Linked DNA regions of Mus musculus: all the other regions are linked to region 1. Evidence: chromatin contacts called from public Hi-C and HiChIP or PLAC-seq data. All regions are on one chromosome and are shown on one strand. Each heading gives the region's core, a stretch centred on a gene start, on an enhancer-like site or on the middle of the called end of the contact. The rest is flanking DNA. Distances are from core to core; before and after follow the strand shown.

Evidence for each region. A called contact is a pair of places that touch in the nucleus more often than the background predicts. HiChIP or PLAC-seq counts read pairs in DNA pulled down with a chosen protein or histone mark.
Region 2: an H3K27ac HiChIP or PLAC-seq map of embryonic stem cells shows a contact between it and region 1, with 5 read pairs. The contact joins two enhancer-like sites. A contact is called at or near these places in 2 of 115 datasets of contacts at active chromatin or transcription factors (both in embryonic stem cells) and 1 of 9 other capture datasets (adipose tissue).
Region 3: a contact with region 1 is called in an H3K27ac HiChIP or PLAC-seq map of embryonic stem cells, with 3 times the contacts expected there. The contact joins two enhancer-like sites. A contact is called at or near these places in 9 of 115 datasets of contacts at active chromatin or transcription factors (embryonic stem cells and epiblast stem cells) and 1 of 9 other capture datasets (adipose tissue).
Region 4: a Hi-C map of forebrain shows a contact between it and region 1, with 2.9 times the contacts expected there. The contact joins two enhancer-like sites. A contact is called at or near these places in 1 of 484 Hi-C or Micro-C datasets (forebrain) and 1 of 9 other capture datasets (embryonic stem cells).

What each region holds. Positions count from the first base shown.
Region 1 is chr15:25,363,134-25,365,967 of GRCm38.p6, reverse strand. It overlaps Basp1 (brain abundant, membrane attached signal protein 1), which reads left to right. Exons shown (of 2, transcript NM_027395.2): 2 at 1,050-2,691. The coding sequence starts at 1,059. The coding sequence ends at 1,739. Among named protein-coding and RNA genes, the nearest start is that of Gm36555, 32 kb to the right of the region's middle. Within about 2 kb of position 1,352, at least 98 of the 459 cell types and tissues checked have an H3K27ac peak or open chromatin away from gene starts, as enhancers often do. A contact at or near this core is called in embryonic stem cells and forebrain, where this site is marked.
Region 2 is chr15:25,779,854-25,782,687 of GRCm38.p6, reverse strand. Myo10 (myosin X) reads right to left here. Exons shown (of 41, transcript NM_019472.2): 24 at 2,276-2,324; 25 at 824-1,714. Among named protein-coding and RNA genes, the nearest start is that of Retreg1, 62 kb to the left of the region's middle. Within about 2 kb of position 1,412, at least 16 of the 459 cell types and tissues checked have an H3K27ac peak or open chromatin away from gene starts, as enhancers often do. A contact at or near this core is called in embryonic stem cells, where this site is marked.
Region 3 is chr15:25,761,176-25,764,009 of GRCm38.p6, reverse strand. The region is part of intron 19 of Myo10 (myosin X); the gene reads right to left. Among named protein-coding and RNA genes, the nearest start is that of Retreg1, 81 kb to the left of the region's middle. Within about 2 kb of position 1,494, at least 123 of the 459 cell types and tissues checked have an H3K27ac peak or open chromatin away from gene starts, as enhancers often do. A contact at or near this core is called in embryonic stem cells, where this site is marked.
Region 4 is chr15:24,968,026-24,970,859 of GRCm38.p6, reverse strand. No RefSeq gene overlaps it. Among named protein-coding and RNA genes, the nearest start is that of Gm2824, 53 kb to the left of the region's middle. Within about 2 kb of position 1,344, at least 36 of the 459 cell types and tissues checked have an H3K27ac peak or open chromatin away from gene starts, as enhancers often do. A contact at or near this core is called in forebrain, where this site is marked.

The DNA.
Region 1 (2,834 bases), core at 103-2,602:
CCCTATTTTTAAGAAATATAAGAACGATCCTTGGATGACATAATAAAGACCTTTCTTGAAACTAGGAAGAGTATTTTAGTCATCTTTGTGTTTGTTTCTTTTTTCTGTCTCCTCCAACTCCTAATGGTAACCCAGACGGGAAATTAGCATAGAATGGTGAGAGGAATTTTGACTGAAGAATACTACTCTTTCCCACACCTGACTTTCAAACAGTGTGGGTTATTTCACTATGGTGAATCATAATTACAAGAAGTGGAGTGAAGAAAAAGCTCTCTCTCTCTCCTTTTTTTCCTGAATGGATTGGGAGGCGGGGTAGCTGGGTGAAGAGAGCTCAGGGCCCTGCCAAGAGGAAGCAGAACGTGGTGAGCTCACCAGGAGTTTCTACTCTGTCCTGTGGCCTTGCACGGTGCTTCTCTTCACGACTGCTCCTCCTGTGGGGAGCAACAGGGCCAGTGGGAGGTTAGCCTGGAAAAGTTTTGCCCTCTTGCATTAATAGAAAACAATTAAGTTTTCTGTAGGAAGCACCACGGCAGTGATTTCTCACCGGCACACAGACGCTATATAAACGTGCTTCCGGAAAGGATGGACGAGAGATTTGTGATGTATGATGAGCAGTTCCTCCAGAAAGTTATTTGTAAATTATCAGGGTTTTGTTGTTTTAAAAACAAAAACAAAAAGCAGCGAAGTTGTAGTTCTAAAATGGCTGTCCCTGCCATTTTGTGCTAAGGTGTTCAAGCCTCCTGGATGCTTGAAAGTAGATAGATAAGACCAATACCATGCCGCCTGTCCTCCCTATAGGCAGCTGGGTCATTGATCACCATTTCTTTGTCTCCCCCACCCCCCAACTTGCTGGCCTGCAGGCTTCGCGGCGGGGGCTTTACTTTGTTCTTTGTTACTTCTGATTATGGTAGAATGCCCGTGAAGTCCAGGCTGCTCCCCGCTGTGCCCGAGGTCCTCGACGCCCTCCTCGCCCTGCAGGCAGCCTCCCACCATCCACTTTGCCTACTTTGACCCTAACTCCCCTTCGTCTCCCCTGTGCTTCCTTGCAGAACTCCAAGATGGGAGGCAAGCTGAGCAAGAAGAAGAAGGGCTACAATGTGAACGACGAGAAGGCCAAGGACAAAGACAAGAAGGCCGAAGGCGCGGGCACCGAGGAGGAGGGGACCCCGAAGGAGAGCGAACCCCAGGCGGCCGCCGACGCCACCGAGGTCAAGGAGAGCACGGAGGAGAAGCCCAAGGACGCGGCGGACGGCGAGGCCAAGGCAGAGGAGAAGGAGGCCGACAAGGCAGCGGCGGCCAAGGAGGAGGCGCCCAAGGCCGAGCCCGAGAAGAGCGAGGGCGCCGCGGAGGAGCAGCCCGAGCCCGCGCCGGCGCCCGAGCAGGAGGCGGCCGCGCCCGGGCCCGCTGCGGGCGGCGAGGCCCCCAAGGCCGGCGAAGCGAGCGCCGAGAGCACGGGCGCGGCCGACGGCGCGGCCCCGGAGGAGGGCGAGGCCAAAAAGACTGAGGCTCCCGCCGCCGCCGGCCCCGAGGCGAAAAGCGACGCGGCCCCGGCGGCTTCAGACTCTAAACCTAGCAGCGCGGAGCCCGCGCCCTCGTCCAAGGAGACGCCCGCCGCCTCCGAGGCGCCCAGTTCCGCGGCCAAGGCCCCCGCGCCCGCCGCGCCCGCAGCCGCCGAGCCCCAGGCCGAGGCACCCGCCGCCGCCGCCAGCTCCGAGCAAAGCGTGGCCGTCAAAGAGTAACCGGGACAGCCAACCAGAACCGACGCCACTCGCAAACGACCTGTCTTCTCACGCTCTCTCTCTCTCTGTTTCTCACTCTGTCCTCTCTCTGTCTCTATCCTATACTAACTTGTTTCAAATTGGAAGTGAGGATATGTATTGCCCAAGGGATTAAATAAACAAAAGAAAAGAAAAGAGAAAAAAAATAAAGAGGATGTGTCCCATCAGGGGAGGGAGGGGGCGGGGAGAATCCAAATAGTATTTTTGTGGGGAAATATCTAATATACCTTCAGTCAACTTGACCAGTCAGTCCTGGATTTTCGAGATCATTGTCTGAAAGTACATCATCTGTACCCTGAACCGCTGTCCCCTAGGCTCCATCCTTAAAAACCCCAGCATCTCTCCCGCGATGCAGCTGGGGAGGGAGGCGTTTGATTCTGCCCACAGGACCAGTGCCAAGGCAATCAGATCTTTATGAAAGCAGTATTTTCTGTGTTTCCTTTTTAATTTACAGCCTTTTTCTTAATTTTTTTGGTATTTTTTTAAACGTTCGTGGATGAATGCCAACTTTCAGACGGAGCCCACTTAGCTTGTCCACATGTATCTCAATGCCAACCCTCCATTTTTCCTCTCCAGATATTTTTGGGAGTGACAAACATTCTCTCATCATACTTAGCCTACCTAGATTTCTCACGACGAGTAATGCATGTCCGTGGTTGGGTGCACCTGTAGTTCTGTTTATTGGTCAGTGGAAATGAAAATAAAAAAAAATAAAAAATAAAAAAAAAAGAAGTCTGCGTTCACTGCAGCGCCAGTTTTCTTCCATCTGTGTCTCAGACACCAACACACCACCCATTGGAAAAATGGAAAAAAAATAAATAAAAAAATAAAAAAAATGTACAATGGATGCATTGAAATTATATGTAATTGTATAAATGGTGCAACAGTAATAAAGTTAAACAATTAAAAAGTAGTAACTGGCTTTTGGCTTGATTTTCCCCTCCTTTTCGGTAATGTAGGTGTCTTTTCCTGAGTATAATTGAACTGAGGTAAGACATAGGATTCTCAAGTGTTCTTGACTAATATAGGTATAAACAAAACACCCCAAACAGTGGA
Region 2 (2,834 bases), core at 163-2,662, 420 kb before region 1:
TAACCCAGAGACTCCACGCTAAAGAGGATGTTTAAGGGTCTCATTTTAATCAAGCCACACAAGAGTTAAAGAAACTCAGCCAGGCAGTGGTGGTGCACGCCTTTAATCAATCCCAGCACTTGGGAGGCAGAGGCAGGTGGATTTCTGAGTTCGAGGCCAGCCTAGTCTACAGAGTGAGTTCCAGGACAGCCAGAGCTACACAGAGAAACTCTGTCTTGAAACAAACAAACAAACAAACAAAGTTAAAGAAACCCTTAAGTTGCTATGCCAAAAATATTGGTCAAATCTGAGGAACTAAAGACAACATTTAATACATAAGAGAAAAAGCCAAACGTAAGAAAAAAAAAAAAAGAACACATTTAAACTATATAGATTCCCTCCTTATTAAAAGAAATACATTGAGTGGCTTGGACTGTACTTCAATACACCCCAGGAGAGTGAGTGGGCCAGCTTCCTCAGGGTCTGCAGAAAAGCCATGCTGAGCCTCATTTTTAAGATGCCAGTTCTGGTCTATCTATGACTACACCATTCTGAATGTGCCTGATCTCATCTCCAACCAGTCAGGAGTTTATGGCTTGGCAGACGGCTCTGCTAGTGAAGTACGTACACTACCTGAGTGGATTCTCAAAGTCTTTGTAAAAACAGCTTGAGTTGTTTAGACCTGCTTATAACCCTAGCACTAGGGAAGAGAGGTAGGTGGATCTCCTGGGTCACTGGCCAGCATAGCCCACTATAGACTCCTGGGTGAGGTCTAGGCCAATGAGAGCCCTCCCACCCCCACCCCCACTCTCCCACCTTTAGGGACAAGATGGCAGATACTCACGGAGGACTGCGCCCCTTCTGAGCTGAACCGGTACGCTCCGGAACTGTTGTAGGTTCCCACGGAATACCTGTAGTCGGGGGACCACTGGCTTCCATAGGAGTTGGAGAAAGTCACGCTGCTGCCTGACGTGATGGCGCCATCCTCGTAATCGTCCTGGTCATAGTCATAGTCGCCGTCGGGGGAGGGCAGGTCGCCGTTGTTCTGCGGCATGCAGTAGGTGGACTCCCCACTCGAGGAGTTGTGCAGGCTAGCGGAGTCCTGCATGGACGCAGCAAGAAGCACCGTACTGTCGGCACTGGGGCTGGTGGGCACCACCGTGTAGTTCATGTAAGGGTCCTCCTCGGATGAGTCGTCGCTCGTCCGGATGCCACTCGTTCGCTGGTCGGAGTGGCCGTGCTCGCTGGGGTTGGGCGAGTCCTTGAAGGCGTCGTCATCCGCCTCGAAGCCCTCGTCCACCTCCTCCTCCGCGGGGTAGGGCTGGCTGAAGTTGAAGTTTGGCTTCTCTCCGCTGGCACTCTCGGCAAGCTCACTGAGCTCTTCGCCCGAAATCTCGCTCCCTACCGACAGGGAGCGCTCGATGTTGCGGACGCACTCGTCGATCTCGTCGAAGTTGAGCGACTCCAAGAACTCCTGGGCGGCGCGGCAGGCCTCATCCTCCAGCCTGCGCAACTCCTCATCCCGCAGCTGCTGCAGCTTCTGCAGGGAGGCCTCGGTCAACGACAGCTCCTGCCGCTCCTTCATGCGCTGCAGATCCTCGATTTCCTTCTCCAGGCGGAGGATCTCCTCCACCTGCTTGTTCTCCCTTTGCTTTTCCAGCTCCCTGGTCAAGTCCGCTTCCCTCTGGCTCTTCTGCAAGGCTTCCAGTTCTTGCTGCCTCCTTGTCTCTGCCTCCTGGACCAGGGGCAAGGTGGGTTTTAGAACAAGCACCTTCTTCCTGTTCTACACACTGAACTGTGGCCCCACCCAAACGACAAGCTGAAACCCTAACCCCAGCGCCTCAGAATAACTACTACGGTTGGACAAGGGGCTTTTAATCGGGTGACTAAGTTAAAATGAGGTGGGGCCCGATGACTGGAGCCTGCATCCAATCTGAATGGCGTCCTTATAAAAAGAGGACAGTGGGAGTCAGACACCTGAAATGAATATCAAGGACGGACCACGGCGTGAGGTGGCCACCCATGGAAATGGCAACAGAATGTGAAGGCGTCTCTAAGACACTAACATGGTGTTGCTCTGCCACAGAGAAACCATACTTCGATTCACACTGAAAGCCCAAGACTTTCTCTACGCTCCATGCCACTGTGCTGGGAAAGAGAGTGCCCCCGAAACATCCCCTCAGCCTGTGTTCCCACTATCTCCTACTTTATTTCCATTGTGAATCTTCAGACCCAGTGTCCAAGTCTGAAGCAGGAAGGTAGTACATAAAGCCCCAGAAATCGCTGCGCTCCTCACCTGATGGGCACGGAGGAGGTCAGCTTCTCTTTGCGCTCGCTCTCTTTCTCTAAGAAAGGGAAAGAAAAGCAGCTGGTGAAAATCAACAACCTTGACACCAATCTTCACCAGCTCTCCTCCTTCGGCAGTGCTGGGGGGCTCGTCTGTCCGAGGCAAACACTCTATCGCTGAGCTATGTACGCAACCCGGAGAAGATCTTTGCCAGTTAAAAAGGAAGAAGCGGGTTGGGGAGATGTCTCGGTCTGTAACGAGCTTGCTTTCTGAGCAGGAGCCCTGAGTTCAGACCCTCTGCATCCACGTGGTGTGATCTGCAGCAGCACACACCTGTAATTCCAAGGCTGGAGGAGCAGAAGCAGGTGGCACCGTGGAGCCTGCTGCTCAGTCACTTGTCCAGAACAATAAGGCGTCTGACTCAACCCCTGCCCTCCACGTGCACGCAGGCACGTTACGTACGCAGGCACGTACACAGGTCAGTCAGCCTGCTCAGATTTGTAAGCTTCAGGGTCAGCGGAGAGCTCTCCCGGTCCCCTGGGAATCCCTAACGGGCCAACAAGGATAA
Region 3 (2,834 bases), core at 245-2,744, 400 kb before region 1:
TGCTGTTACCAGCATGGGCTGGGCAATGCCAGAATGGTAACTTCTCTGTCATGGCGTGCACACAGTTATCCTCCGTAGGTTGGACCCCAGCACCAGATGCCTTTCCCTTCTGTGTCTCACTGCAGGGTGATGGGCAGAAAAGAGCGTTGACTTAAATCTTTCCTTGAAGATGCAGGGTTCTGGGGTCAGTCAGGGCACTCTTTACAAAGTTCTCCAGATTAAATAGGAGACGGAATGGAATGGACGTCCCTCAGTCTTCCCACTGTGCACTTCCCAACAGTGCTCTCAGGAGGATGGGGGCAGGGGACCCTTAGCCAGTCTTGCTAAGGAGCATCAACTGCATTCAGCAGCACAGCTATTCTGAGGCTAGATCTTGCCACACCAACATGCAAAGCCATCACCATTGCCAGACACACACTGTGGACGCTCCAAACAAACCTCGCCATGAAGCAGAATTTCTGAGCACATCAAGCCTTGGCAGTTGTTGTTCTGAAGATTTGGAGTTTATTCAGGAGTCAGGGGTACTGGGTACCACTGGCTGGCGGCAGACAAGAGATCTAACTGTCAAGATTATGCTCAAGGCAAGCCGGTGTGAGCAGTGGTCAGCTTGGCAGCACACACTAGCGGCACATGATGCTAATCTAGGCTGTCAGGTTCAATGGTAGGAGCTGAGAGTTAGACAAAAGAAAGGACCGGAGTTCCCTGCCTCAGTGAGAATCACCGGGGTGACCTCCCCAGCCGTGGCCAAATGCCCAAGTTCCCTGGGCTGGGAGTCATGAGAAAACAGTGCTCAGACTGTAGTCAGGGTTGGAGGAGGGAGGCCGAGACACTGCTCTGATAGATACAGGTGGCATGTGTGGGTTCAGGAATAGATGCTCTCAAACCTTGCCAAGTTACAAGGTGAGCTCATGGGCTGCGGAAGCTTGGGTGTGGTGAGGTGTGGGGGTGTCAGGGAGGCTGCTGCAATGGGGAGCAGATCAGATCAGAGTGTATGATGAGGCTGTGAACCCACCAACTTTAGAGGCTGCGAGTTCACAGTCGGGGGCTCATCGTTTCCTCCCTGACCCAGGAGGTTGATGCCCCTAGCTGAGTATTCCAGAGACACGTAGGATTTCAGACAGAGATCAATTTCTCTTCTGCAAGCTACGCTGCAATCAGAGACATTCTCAAGGGGTGTCCTGAAGAGAAGGAAAGGCGTGTAATGTCTGTGACCAAATGAAGCCAGCTCATCCACTCTTCAGGGATGAGACAGCAGGCCGGAGTTCAGAAAACTAAAATGGCTAATGGGATCTATAAAGGATAGAATCTGGCTATCCGTTAAGGAGTGGGCTTGGGAGCAGCTTGGTGGAGAGCATGCAGATAGCATCCTCGCCAACCCGGGGAGATCTCATTCAGGGACTATTCAATGGTGGAGGAGGGGCTCTGCCTGGCAGGGAGGCTGGAATCACACCAGTTAACAGATTAGTTACTTTTGCTTACAGAAGCAGAAGAGGCAGGCCCGGTCCTGAAAGCCACCCTGGTGGGAAGCCAGACCACCTGACTCTCCAGCTGTTCAGAGGCTGTCTCAAGCAGAGCCATTTCTCAAGTTTCATCATCGCAAGCACCAAAAAGAATCCACAAGATAGTGTTACACAAGTCTCAGAAATACGTAAGTGGAGGCCAGGTGTGGCGGAGCATCTGAATTCCAGCGCTAGAAGGCAAAGCAGGAAGACCTGATTGATGCAAGTTCAAGGTCTGCCTGGACTAGGTAGAAAATTCCAAGACAGAGACCTTATCATTAAAAAGCCCCAAACAACAAAAAGACCCACAGAAAGAGGATGGAAATGATAATTTATTCTAAGTCAGACCACAGCCCCGCAGAGGCTGACAGAAGGCTCAGCCCTCTGTAGAAATCCCATCTGGAAACCCTCAGAGAGCAGCCTTGGGCGTGATCTAAGGGACCCAAGGCAGCCTTTTCATCCCATGAAACTAAACCCGACCTCAATGCATTCATTATCACTACCATTTCTCCAGCCACCATACTGAACAGGTCACAAGCCCCTCTATTCAGACTCACTCTGACAAATCATGCTGAGACATACAAATTAGGAGGGCAGCTGTCTCTCTTTGCTGGCAAGGACGCCCACACTGCTCATTAGAATGCTGAATAGCCGCGGATCTCACTGAGTCACGCTCCAAGGTTATGGGCCGAGCAATGTGAACAGGATTCATAGCTAGAAAAAGGCAGGACTGAAACAGGGTATGTGGGAACGAGCAGGCAAACACTCTTCAATGTCCAGACCTGAAATATTGTCAACTGAGATCTGGAACGCTTATGAATCCATAGCAGACAGGACACACTGCGGCAGCCATCTGCATCACCGAGTAGGTGATAACCAGGAGGATCCACGTTCACAAGCCCTTGCTTCTTAGGTGTTTAAACGTCAAGGGTATTTCCAAGCTTCTGGAAGATTATGCTTCTAAGAAGCATAATATAGTTAATATACAGAGGAAAACAAAGGGTTTCAGATATAGACAGACAGACACATACATAAACGCATGCGCGCGCGCCGCGCGCACCCCCCCCCCCCCACAAATTGGAGCTAAGAAGTCTAATAAATTAGCTAAAGAAAGATGAAAACAGCAACTTAGAAGAAGTCAAGCCAAACACCCAGCCACCAAGCAGAGCGGCCATTTGGGAGACTAAACCTGTCCTCAGTGCTAAACACACAGTCACAGAGGAGCTAGGCCAGGTTTGAGTGGCTGCCCCTTCCCATTTCAGGGACAACAACCTGAGATGAAGCAACCTCATTTGCATAAAAATACAGCTGAGAAAAACTCAGTAACAAACATAG
Region 4 (2,834 bases), core at 95-2,594, 400 kb after region 1:
TGGGACTCTCAAATGATAGCCATGCTAGGCTCTTGTCTATAAGCACACCATAGCATCAGTAATAGCGTCAGGCCTTGGAGCCTTAGGGAAGGGTATTTGTTGTTTGGGTTCCATAAAGAGTGATGCAACTTACACCTACCATGAAGACAGTCTTTAGTTAACTGTGTTACAAATCATTTTAATAGTATCTTTTCTATTATTTTTAACTACAAAATATTTTGTGACTAGAGCAATACTTAAGAAAGAATAATGTATTAATATCAAAAAATTTGAACTTAAAATTGAGTTCAGTTGGCAAATTACTTCTTTGCTTTCTTTCCATCAATTAATTTCATAAGGAATTATAAACTCCTGAATGCCACCAATGCACTTTCTCTCTTTTAATATAAGTTCTAAGACTAGAGCCACCGATGAAGAGTAATTTATTAGGTGATTTTGTTGTTAGAATTATTTTTCAATCTCCAAAGTTGGAATTATCTGACAATATGTAAATGAATTCTATATTCCTTGCATCACACATTTCTAAATTGTAAGATTGTGAACCTAGAATCTGATTCCATGAAAATGAATACAGATGTGTTTTATTACTGTAAAGGTCTGTTTTATGTTTGTGTTTGTCAGACAAAATTGTGTTCTAATCTTTACATTTAGGCAGTACTATTATTTAACTATATATTGCAGGTGTGGAAAAATGAAGTTTAAAAAAAAAACCTTAAGCAAATTGCCAGATACATAATGAGACTAAAGTAGAAGCTAAACAATCACCTTTTCAATGGTTAGCATAGAATTGCCTGTCTAAATTTAAAAGAGAACCAAAATATAGTCAACAAATAATTTAACCACCGAGTCTATGCCACACACCCAGGTAGCCAGGAGAGAAGTAAGGGAGTAAATAAGGCATGATTCTGAAAGGCTTGTAATTATCTGGTTGAAGTAAGATGCAATGAGGCTTTGCAATTATCTACATCACTGTGTGCAGTGACAGACAATAATCGTTATAAACAACAAAAACAATAGTAAGAAGGCACACAGTAAGCCCAGGCGTATGTTGTCAGGATAGCATCTTTATGATGTTGTAGAACAGGATTTGGCTCAGTGTGGTAACTAATAAAACCTTTCTAGAACATCCCAGAGGATTTGATCTCCCTAGAAAGCGCAGCCTGTCTTGTGTCACAGTGTTTGCTGTGAGGATCCTGATGGCTGCTTGGCTCCGGTTCTTGACTAAGGCATTTGGCAGGGATCCCACTTGTCTTTGCATTTATTTGACCCCTGGATGCCCTGCCTTCCCCAGTGACCTAGGTCATTACCAGGAACAGAACCTGCTGCTCTCATGCTGCTTTCCAGTACTGACTGAGCAAATTCCTCATCTAAATTCTGCAGAGCTTGGCAGTAAGCTCCAGCAGGGACATATGTAGGCAGAGCAAATGGAGGCTTATGTAACTGCCCAAACAACTCATGCCAGGTTCAACTCAGGCAGAAACACTCATTTTGATATAAACAAGGTATACGCGTCCCTTGGTTTAAGATCATACATTTTAATTTGGACTCAATATGCAATATAACAAAGCATGCTACTTTTAATAATTGTACAGAGATTCTGTACAATATAAATTATAAAACACTGAATAATCCATGAGTTGATTGTATAAAAGTTAAATGAAAATATAGGAAATCTGATTTGGGATATTTCTGGATCTAGCACCGTTGGCAGACATGAGGTAGATTTTAAAACTGCGAATCAGTCTGCTGTGTGTGGAAGTTTTAGGATCACAGTTTCAGAACCCCGGAGGATCCAATTAACTCTTTTCTCCAGGCGCTTGGTTAAAATTAGATATTGTCTTTCTTCTTTTTCCTCATCCTTCCTACTTTCTGTCCATTCCTCTGCCCTTGGTTCTAGTTGAATATATCCACAGTGCACAGCAGTTAAAAGAATCTCCATTCCCCTGATAAACTAATTGGAGTTAATGTCTTCAGACAGGGTTGACCTATCTGTGATCTGAATAAAAAAATGCCCCCATAACTTGGTCATTTGAATAAATGGTTCTCAGTGGGAGGTGATGTGTGGAGAGACTTGTGTTGTACAGCCTTGGTGAAGGAAGGACTTCATTGGCTTTGAGACCGCATAGCCTGTCTTCACTTCAAGTTTGCTTTATCTGCTTTGTGGTTACATTTGAAGATGTGAGCTCTCCGATGCTCCTCGTGTCAAGCCTGCCACTTACTGTTATGCTTCCTCACCATGATGAACTTGTCCTTCTGCAACCATAGGCCAAAAATAAACTCCTTCCATAAGCTGCTTTTGGTTATGGAGTTTTTATCAGAAGCACAAAATATTAACTAGGACAGCCTAACTCACTGTGGGGCCCAGGCTGTCCTTGAACTCATGATCCTGTTGCCTCAGCCTCTTAGTAGTGGGATTACAGGCATGTACCAGCATATCAGTTTTTACTGCCTTGTCCTTGACGATGAATAGAGATGCTTTATAGAGATGTCTCTGTCTTTAAATGAAGACTGTTACCTTATTACAAAGAGCTAAAAAATATTTGGAAACAAAGCAGAGCTCAGGAAGACTTTAAGCTTTATGAAAATTCAATTGTTGTTTATAAGTGTCCCTTTCCAAATGTGCATTGCTACCGATGTGGAATATATATATATATGTATATATATATATATATATATGTATATATATGCATATATATATATATATATATATACATACATACACACACACATAGTCAGCACACACACACACACACACACACACACACATACATATATATATATATATATACTGGTATATACATTCACACATTTATGTATATTATATATAATAGAGG